Linked DNA regions of Bombyx mori: region 2 is linked to region 1. A link is a contact called in public Hi-C data. All regions are on one chromosome and are shown on one strand. The core of a region is the stretch at or near the end of the contact, and the rest is flanking DNA. Distances in the headings are between cores, read along the strand shown. Region 1 holds the start of LOC105842081 (adenylate cyclase type 8). Region 2 overlaps LOC732885 (very low-density lipoprotein receptor).

Evidence for each region. A called contact is a pair of places that touch in the nucleus more often than the background predicts.
Region 2: a contact with region 1 is called in a Hi-C map of whole pupa, with 2.4 times the contacts expected there. The contact joins the enhancer-like site here to the promoter of LOC105842081 in region 1. A contact is called at or near these places in 2 of 7 Hi-C or Micro-C datasets (both in whole pupa).

Annotation. Positions count from the first base shown.
Region 1 is chr4:8,309,028-8,314,466 of ASM3026992v2, forward strand. LOC105842081 (adenylate cyclase type 8) reads left to right here and starts at 2,447. Exons shown (of 21, transcript XM_062668205.1): 1 at 2,447-2,582. It overlaps LOC134198765 (a long non-coding RNA gene), which reads right to left and starts at 5,238. Exons shown (of 2, transcript XR_009972948.1): 1 at 4,817-5,238; 2 at 3,466-4,709. It overlaps LOC134198764 (a long non-coding RNA gene), which reads left to right. Exons shown (of 2, transcript XR_009972947.1): 2 at 190-944.
Region 2 is chr4:8,381,819-8,387,257 of ASM3026992v2, forward strand. LOC732885 (very low-density lipoprotein receptor) reads left to right here. Exons shown (of 5, transcript NM_001110326.1): 5 at 1-1,274. The coding sequence ends at 897. LOC101741074 (endoplasmic reticulum-Golgi intermediate compartment protein 3) reads left to right here and starts at 5,348. Exons shown (of 8, transcript XM_004929230.5): 1 at 5,348-5,439. Within about 2 kb of position 2,158, at least 1 of the 8 cell types and tissues checked has open chromatin away from gene starts, as enhancers often do.

The sequences.
Region 1 (5,439 bases), core at 1,197-3,696:
CGGCGGCGATCCTGAATCGAAACTATCTTTTAGGCTTAATCTCGTGTTTTTTATTGTTATTATTATAATATTTATAAGACGTTTCTACATTAGCATATTATATATGCTAATATGCTAATGCTTAGCCGTACCTATGCTAGTTTTGTATAGTATCACCTTTTACGAAGGGACATTTTACTCCGCTTGCAGATCATCGGGTAAAGTCTGCCAAATAGAAACACGATGCGGTCACGGATAGCCTTAATATGAGGACACAAAATTTGCATCTAACTGCTTTTCGGTAAATCCTATAGTCCTCAATGGTTGGGAAGACGGGACAGACGGGGAAGTTGGGGACTATCTCTGACGAGATAGTGTTCTGCTATTATAGGCCAACAATATCGAGCAATTGCATTATAATGGTGGCTGACCTACGATTTAAACTAAAATGCGAGCGTGCGATGCGTGCTTTTGAACTAATTTACCGGTTTGATTTTTATTTCATTTTCAACACGGAAGTCCTTCGTAACGAGTTCAGTTAAATAAATATTTCTTTCGGAAAATGATACGTGTCTGCGGAATTTGAACATCGGCATATTCAATCTTAAAGAATGGTCAGCCAGATGTATTCCACCTGAACTGTTCGAGCTGAATCCACACTCCCGCCCACCTGGTTTCAAAGAAAAACGCCCAATCTGGTGCGTGCTTAACCACCTGAGAACGGGAGTTGGTCACTGTAATCAACTGCGGAAGAGATGGGGCTGGACGGAAAACGAATGCGGATGCCCAGAGCAAATTATACGCCACATTGTCATGGAATGCCCACTAACGAGATTCGCAAGCCAAGTGGAAGATCTCAAAAATGTAACAGAAGAAGCTATCGATTATTTCACAAAATGTAAATTTAAATTATAACCACGCAGTGTAAACGAATGCCATACGATAAATAAATAAAATAAAATCTTGTTTGATATTCTATCTCGCGTGATACGAGTACACTGGGCGACTTATTGAGTCTTATTGTTTAGGCCACGACTATTTTCTATAGAAATTTATACCTACCTGTCGCAGGATTTAGGCCTTGGCATAATCGTAGAACTCGATACAATTGGGTATAGGTAAGATCACGGACTGCTATGAAGGAGTAATGGGGCGTAATAAAATCATAGTGCAATAATTGTATTGTGAGCTCGTAACGCTAATTATGTGCAATGGTGTAGCCTATTTTTGGTATCAATTGGCAACAGCTAAGTTTCTTTGTTTTTTAAACAATTTTACGTCATCGTATTGATAATCTATTAAGAACATGTGTTAGATATGTTACTTGTGATAATGTAAAAAAAATATATTACTAGTAAAGTACCTATATATTCGAACATACTTTATATTTATATTTTTCTGGTAGTAGGATATGTTTTCATACCACAGTAGGAACCACCACCTTGCTTATTTTTGGCGCAAAGGAGTAATTCGTTTCGGTTTAAAGGATGGGATACCCGTTCTACTATACATTTGATAGGTAGTAGGTACTCGTGCTTCAGGACGGATACCTAGAGGCATTCACGTTATGCTGTCTTTGGCCTCCGATAAGCACATAACAGGTGGACCGTGAACTCATCTGCCATTCTATCCTATAAAAAACAATGTACTATTAAAAAGTTGTAAATAAAATGTGTTTAGAGATTAAAAGTACAAAAAAATGTTAAAATTACCGAATGAGAATTAGAATGAGATTAATAAGGAAAGAACTAATCAATTCGCCACTAATTTTATCCGACTGCAAATACGCCATAGAAGTATTATTAACTGATTTAGGCTCCACTTATACCTATGTATGATATACTTTTATTTTATTTTACTAACAAAATGCTGAATGTATGGAAGCTGAAAAAATTCTCATTTTTATAATTTTTCTAATTTTATACATATCTAAAACATATACAAAAATCAAAACGTAGGCATGTGGCACAATCGCCATTTTTTGGGTTTTATTTTGGTATTGCCTTTTTTGGTAACTTTTAAATGTGTAACATTTATAAAAGTAAGTACTTAAAGTCTAACGAAGTTTTTCTAATACACTGAGATATGAACCATAATGAGAAACAGGTGAAACATTAAACCAGTGGAAGGGATACATAACGATCAAGTAGGTATATTAGTTAAAAATATACAATTTCATAAGCAATTTCTCGGACAGTAGTCCCCAATTTAAGTAGGTATATGTTGCATGTACATATTATTATGTAGTTAAGACACAAATGAGTTTAAGTTTATGTATTTCTATAACTCGGATTTGAAAAAACCTCATTAAGGATAAATACTGAAAGCAAAGCTGTTTTCAGCAATTTCGAATTCAAATTAAATTACCGTACAGAAGAGACAAAGAGCGTTGTGTTCACAAAATGCGAGTAGAATCAATGTAGTTCGGGGCTGAGCGCAGAGGGCGCGTGGGGCGGCGCGGTGAGTGCGGCGCGGTGGGCGGCGCGGCGGTTGGCGACGGCCGCGGCAGTCGCGCGCGAGCACGTGCGCGCACCGCCTTCGCGCCGCCCGTCCTGACTGCTCCACCACCCGCGCCCTCACATCTCAACACGCTCAATAATAAGGCAATTTAGTGCACTACAGTGTTCTGTTTTACTAAATAATTTATTACTGAAATACTCTCAATAGCCGCTTAAATTTTTACGAAGGATCAGTTCCGCGGTGCTTTGAATTGTAGGTCAATAATTGAAGTTCATAGTGGCTGCTTACATCATCAAATTCTTCAATGATTTCGGCGGGAAACAATAGGCATAATATTCCATTTAATAGGAAAAATTTGTTTCGATTGGTACATACATAGAACGTTAGTAATGAATTAGTATTAAGTCAAGAAACTTAATTCAAATAAAAAATCCGACATTATACTTAACTAAGACTAGAACTCGTAGAATGATATTTGTCTATAGTTTAATGTTTCATATTATCACGTTGTCATAAGCAATCGTGTTCTAGAATATAAACAAAAAATAAAAATACTTCATCTTATTCGTTTAAGGCAACAGCATGCTAGATGTGAGTTTAATGAGATCCGGTAAGCCCTTAGTAGTGGATGTGTCACGAATTCGTTTGTTCCTCTATCTCCAAAAAAATATCCATATATAATGTGATCAGCTGATCATTATTTTTCTTTTGCTTTACAATTACTTACCGTTATAATCAATAAAAATGTTAATACTTCACTGTAAATTGCTAAAGGAACATACTTTAGAAAATATCTTCAATAAATATTAAATTTAAATGAAATTGTTTTAAACTGTCCAAAATTAGACAGACTATTAAACATTTTCATATTATTCTATTTTAAAACTTTAAATCTTAAAATGTTTAAAAAGAGATTGTTCAGATTTACAAGATTAAGACAGATTGAACATTGAAACCCGCTTACGTTGGGAAAATAAGCACTAGCAACAAGTGCTTTATCGATCTTTCGAGATTAAGTACTAAAGGTTTTAGTAGAGTATTATAATATTTTATTATTTATAAAACAAAATCTTCTCAAAGCATCAACGTTGTCATCATTCTAAGAACAGTCAAGCTTAAAAAATCGCGAATATAAATAAAGTGAACGTTGAAATTTGAAGTCTTATTCTTACAGTTATGGTTCTATGCGACGACTTCAAGCACAGGTTCTTAATTTGGACCCTAGATTTGTTTGTATTTATGTCTCTCGATTTTTATTCAAATGCATGTAGAACAAATCAATATGATACGACTGAATACTAATTACAGCTGAATATGATAAAGTTAACGAATTCTTGTCAGACCGAAAAATAAAAAGGATGGTTATTTCATTCCTGTGGATATGCATGACGCTCTATGCCGAGTTTTTCCGAATAGATTTAGGGGATTTGGAATTAGGGAGTTAAATTGAAAGGCAATGAGGATACTAGTACCACGGTCATAAGAGGGATGTACTAATACTAATTAACAGGAGCTTGAGGAGATCGGGATCTTCTGCTTAATATACTATTATCATCAAGATAGCCTCGCGTATCATACGTAGAGTTTGTTTGATTTTTAACTATATGTTTTTGAAAAATGTTGGCAATGCCGTATGGAGTAACGCAGTAAAAAGCCGGAAAGCGGATCGCGTGGCTTTGTTGCACTTTTCAGTTTGCTTCCTATAAGTGAATTTCGTGGTAGACACAGTGAAATGGTGTCCCATTGCCTTGTCCACCACACATTAAGCCCGTCCGTATTAAGGTAGTAACATGCAAGCAGAGTACTTCAGCCTCATTCTAGACAGTCGTTGGATCTTTCACGCTTATTGGCTGTTTGGGTCCAGCTGCTTGGGACAGCCATCGCATTAAGCCGGTTTCTTCCGTAAACAAGGGTCCTTAACAAACGACGCACCTCCTCTATGTGGTGGTGGTGCGGTCGATGGCCTGCGTATTTTACCTATATGTAGCTCCTGCACGGGGCTAGTTCCTGATTGTGAAAGTAACGAAGTTACAACAGCCGCAGCGCTCCAACATGATCCTCTAGTAGTGGGTCCATTTTCTCCATACACCCTGATACTTAGGCCATCTTTCAAAGGATTCATTCAGATCTCGTGAATAATTTTCCATGCGCTGAACTGACCAAACCAAGATCCGATTCTGATTTTTCTCAACACAATCGTCAGAGAAGCAGCAGCGTGGGCTAACTGCCGCGGTACCAAATTTTAGTGATAGCTATAATTGATCACGATTCTGAAACATCCAAAATACATAGGTACTTATAAAATGAGTTGTTAACGAAATTCCTTATTTTTTTTACTGTTTACGAAATATGTTGTAACCATAACAAATATATTTACAAAAGTTGGAGATACACTGTTGCATAAATTCCGACTGAGTAAAATGTAAACTGAGACCGAAATACGTCTTCATTATTACAGTTGAGTTTTTCATGGTCACAAAAATTTCAACGCTTTTTTATGTTATTGTGTATATGTATATCAGCGGTAACAGTAACCAATATTGTGGTATTGAATAGACAAAACCTTAGTTTGTCATATTTCTTAAGACTGGTCGTTTAATGAATGGAAAACGGAACAGTGTTTCAGCGTGTAATTTATTCATTACACAGGCGTCCTCGATCAAGTCGCGTCGCTAATGGAAAGTCTCCGCTCCTGATCTATGTCGTTTGAAACGTGTGTAGATGTTTATTTACATGACATGTCTTTTAAGGGATTTTATGACCTGGTAACTAAAACCTTTAAGTCATGTCTTATTTTAATGTCTATTCACATTTTTATGAAAAATGATATTATGGAGTGAAATGAAATGAAGATGATTAATTTGAGACATTGATCAACTGGGATGAAATTAAATGAGATGATATGAGATGAAATATAATCTCAGTAAAATGGTGGTCATTTACTAAGATTTTTTCAATGGACTTTTTAGAGGATCCCGAGAAGTTACGTCCAGCGGCCTT
Region 2 (5,439 bases), core at 908-3,407, 73 kb after region 1:
TATGCAGCTGTACAAGAATTACACCGCAAAGGACATGAAATTTCTGTATTTTCCATAACTCATAAAGATGATCCGCAATACTGGACGAGTGGTTCGTACGATGATTGGTTGGCTGAAATGGCCGGAGCTCGTCTTATCATTGAACGTTACGCAAATATCACTGACTCTTCTATAATTGGAGTTCGGGCGCCTTACTTACGTGTCGGTGGAAACAAACAATTCGAAATGATGGGTGATCAATACTTCGTGTATGATGCATCCATCACTGCTCCTCTTGGACGCGTCCCGATATGGCCTTACACATTGTATTTCCGCATGCCACATAAGTGTAACGGCAACGCCCACAACTGTCCGTCTAGAAGTCACCCCGTTTGGGAAATGGTCATGAATGAATTGGACAGAAGGGACGATCCCACATTTGATGAATCTCTACCAGGTTGCCACGTTGTAGACTCATGTTCAAACATCCAAAGTGGTGAACAATTTGGACGTCTTCTCCGACACAACTTCAACCGTCATTACACAACCAACCGCGCTCCCTTAGGCTTCCACTTCCACGCCTCCTGGCTTAAATCTAAAAAAGAATACAGAGATGAATTAATCAAGTTTATCGAAGAAATGTTGGAAAAGAACGATGTATACTTCACTTCACTAATTCAGGTTATTCAATGGATGCAAAACCCTACCGAATTATCATCACTCCGTGACTTCCAAGAATGGAAACAAGATAAATGTGACGTCAAAGGTCAACCTTTCTGTTCCCTGCCGAACGCCTGTCCACTAACAACTAGAGAGTTACCAGGAGAGACATTACGTCTTTTCACTTGTATGGAGTGTCCTAACAACTATCCATGGATCTTGGATCCTCAGGGCGAAGGATACAACGTTAAGAAGTGATCTCTTTAAGTTATTTAAAAAGACTGTACACATGTAAATAAATACTCAATAATTTTATCAATAATTACATTGCAACATGTAATATTATTTTGTCGTCGTAAATTGAGTGTCCTTTCTAATATAATTTTCCCACTTAATTATTTAAAAATCCGATGGTTACAGTACATACATGTAGTTCATCATTATCTAACTTAATTCCAAGCCCAATGATGTATAATCATTATAATGTGTCGAAAGTTAGTCCACTCCAAAGTAAGCTCCATTTTTATTTTGAAGAAAAATAATAATCATCTTTGTTACAAAGATAGGTAGACCTTGATGTTTCTTTTTAGCGAGTAAGTTTTACATTATGAGTAATAAAATAAATTGGTTATAAATTTGTCTTATTTTAATTATCACTTTCACTTTAAATTTTTCATAACTACAAGAAAATTATTGCTATACGATATAAAGTTAAACAATGACATTACTATGAAGCTATTTAAAGATGAAGCCCTTAAGGATTTAATTTTCCAAAGGTTTTTTTAGCCACGTTAAAAAAAAAGATTGTCAGATAATACAAAAATACTGTGTTAAGAAAACTTTGCCATTGTTATAATCACCTGGATTTGTAAACAATATGCCGGCAAGATTAAGTTTAACCACTATCACTATCCTGCCTGCGCAGTAAGCGTGCATACCGATTTGTAGAGTAAGATAGCTGTTTTGATGAGGTTGATATGATTGAGATTTAGACCTGATGTCTCAAGCTGTGGCAATGGCAGCATTGTGATTTCTATGAGATTATGTTACCATTTAGGATCAGCTGGGTCGTGAACTTCCATCTGACCAGTTGAATTAATAAAAACTGGTTACAATGGACACTAACTTTATTTTTTATAATTTTTTTACTCTGTTATACAGCTAGTTTTATAAGCTTTAAGCTTATAAGATAAAGACGTGGAGTCGTCACAGAAGTGTTAGTGTACTCTTTTGATCGTTATTCTCTGTAATGTGTATGCGACCCAATGCCGATTCTCATAACATTAACCTTTGATGACTGACCACTTGTGGTTTCGTGGCAGTGAAATGATACCACCAATTACAACTTTTATTAACTACAATTTTATATTTAATTAAAGAGCGATATAATACAGAAGTTAATAGCGGAGCACCCAGCGTATGTCTGCTCCGAACTCAACCGAACAAAAGCACTTGCGAGTACCATCGAATATTTTCGTCCGATGTTCCAGCGCATGGCCGTACTCAGCGCAAGTCCGCACTCGGGCTCGCCACAGCGCTCTCCTCCGAGATCGCGACAGCGATCGATGTTCTGATCTAGCTAGGTCTGGTAGAAGTCTGGGAATCGTACTCGTCTTCCGCTTCTTGTCCTCTTCTCAGACTCCGGTGCAGGCAACAAAGTGGTTGTTGGGGATGGAGTAGATGTAGCTGCAAATTTGTAGCTTCTACGAAATACCTACACTCTTTGACTGATCCGCCATATTCTATACGACGTACGTGTGAGAAGGATGTAAGATTCTACCTGTGAATATGTAACAATAAAAATGTAAGCCCGAGAAACGTTTGTCATTTATCCAAAGAATCCAACATTACATTCTCCAGTGGCTAACCATCTAACAACACAGTGTTCAATTTAATTCATGCTGCAAATCAGTACCTATCTTTAACAAAGACATTTGGTTTTCGGGTTCGAAGGGTAACTATAACATGTCTCACATGTGTGTTTACGATAATCAGCAGACAATCCTAGCTTGTAGCGATTAAATCCGCAATACAAGGTGATTTTTTTAATAGAAAATCGAAAAAGGGTGGCGGCATTCACATTGTAATCTCCATAAACTCCGGTAGCCACTTAAACCAAGGTGGGCCGTGAAATTGTACTGTAATTAAGCGAAAAAAGGAAACAAAATATTTCGATACTCACAAGAAATGGAAACCATACCAATAGTATCTACAGTCATGGCCACAATAACTTAAACTAAGTAATTGTGATCCTAAAATTACGTTTCAAAATTATGGAGGGTAGAAGTAAGGAGAACTGTCTTGTACAGGGTGGCCCATAAGTCCTTTGATATGAAAAAAAATTATTAAAATAAAACTAATTACATTATGAATTAAATTTTTATTTACATAAAAAGCTTAAAAAACGGGAATTATTTTTTGAAAATAACATCTCCTAAATGTAATCCGTTGCGATCACGGCACTCTTGCAAACGACGTCTAAAATTGTCGATGACTGCGCGGCACGTCACTGCTGAAATGCTTGTCATTTCTCTGCGGATGTTTTCTTTTAGGGCCTCAATTGACCGCGGGTTTGTGTCGTATACTTTAGCCTTAAGGTAGCCCCACAAAAAAAAATCCATCGGGGTCAGATCTGGACTACGTGGAGGCCAGGAAATGTCTCCTCTCTTAGAGATAACTTTGCCAGGAAAAAGTTGACGGATAACGGGCATAGCAGTGTTAGAGGTGTGAGAAGTGGCCCCATCCTGTTGAAACCACGTCCTGGCATTAAAGCCTGAAAAGTTTTGCAATTCTGGTATGAAAAACTCTTCGATCATAGCCACATATCGCTTACGAGTTGACTGTGTCGGATTTTCGCGAATAGACTGTGTCACTGTGTCTATGTTTTGTTCCGTACGTGACGTCCTTGGGCGACCCAACCGCGGTTTATCTAACGTCGAACCGGTCTCCTCGAAGTTAGCAACCCAGTTCTTAATCGTTTGAAGAGTTGGAGTGTCGTCAAAGTTGTGTAAACCTTTGTGTTCTCGAAATTTACGCCGCGCAACGGTTGCCGAATTGTCGTTTTTTATAAAACTCGCGCACACAAAACGCACGGTCCGCTCCGGTAAAACGCTCCATCGCGACTAAATTCCCAGAAATCGAAGTTACTCCCCCCGCTTCCCCTGCACCGCTCACGCGCGCCCTGTTCGTTTTATTCAAATTTTACTTTTCAAAGGACTTATGGGCCACCCTGTATAAGGGACAAGTGAATAAGCATCCACCTGTAAACAGCAAGTGACTGTTGGAAGACACACCGAATTAGCCCTAGTGTATGAAATGGAAATTATATGAATATGGGAGTTTTGAGCAAAGTGAAATGTCCTAGGTTGAAAATTTTGTCCAGGCGGCTGGCCGATCCTTCGGCTGGTCGTAGGACCATCGAGACGATTCGTCCCGGTCCTTGTGGATTGGGTGAATCGTGACAGAGGACGCTTCACTTTTCTGCTCACGCAGGTGCTCACTGGGCATGGTTGCTTCGGTGAGTTCCTGCACCGGATTGGAGCCGAGCCGACGGCAGAGTTCCACCATTGTGGTTGCGACTTGGACACGGCGGAGCACACGCTCGTTGCCTGCCCCGCATGGGAGAGGTGGCGCCGTGTCCTCGTCGCAAAAGTCGTTTCCTGTTTTTGTGGCATCGATGCTCGACAACGACGAGTCATGGAAGGCGATGCTCGACTTCTGCGAGTGCACCATCTCGCAGAAGGAGGCGGCGGGGCGCGTGAGAGACGCACAAGCCCGCCGCCGTCGAGAGGGGGCCAGGGAGGCGGATCTCGCCCAAGCCTTGGCCCTCTAAGTGTTTCGGGTCTCCCTTATATGTCGGTCTGGGGCCCGGCGAAAGGGGCCTAAGAAGATAACGTGCAAGCTGCTCTGCACGCGTTTTACGCAAGAGCATCCGGGTGATGGAAGGCCGGCTATCCTCGACCCACGCTGGTTCTGACCAGCTCTGATAACTAATTCTAACCGGCGCCATCTAGGCGGGCTTCGGACAGCCTGCCGACCGAGAGGGTTCGTGGTCATGGCGCCAATGACCGCCGGTCCGGCGTCCCGAGGGGGAGGGTGATGGGAGAGAGGCTAAACGCTTCACTCTCCCCCGTTTGCCTTTTCTTGAGTTCTGTCTCATGAGAGGCTCGGACGTAGTTTATTGAGCGACAGGAGGTTTTAGTCGGTTCGACTCCGACATACCCCGCCCGCCATCCCCAGTGGAGGGTGGGAGAGCCCGGCGATGTCACCGATGTCCTCCTGACCAAAAAAAAAGTAAAAAAATTTAATATTTTTCTTAAACTTGTGTAGTTAAAAATATGCAGTATTTAAAATCTCAACTATCGATTTTTATTATTATTTACGTAGGAAGTGATTCTTTCCTTCTTAATGTAGTATCCAATTCTAATAGCTTATGGCACTGTTTTTAAAATCTTTCCATTTGCTAATATAGCGCTACCTTAATTGGCTCCATTTCAGTGGACACTTTTTAATACACCCAAAAAAATGGTCATGGTCAAGGTCCTACTCCTTTTCGTATTCAACGTCCAATCAAAAATTCTAAATAAAAAAATCATCGATTTGTCATTTTAATAAACAAGAAGTTGATTAATCTTAACTGGATTGGGCTGCGCCAATAAATCCCTTTGACTTTTTAATTTTTTAAAAGCCTAGAAAGTCAAAACAAAACCACGTCAAAGGAAATACGAGGCGCCGTCCGGTTGTCAAAATATTGTTTGTGTTGCGGTTTTATTTAATTTAAATCTAAATCTAAAAGTATTT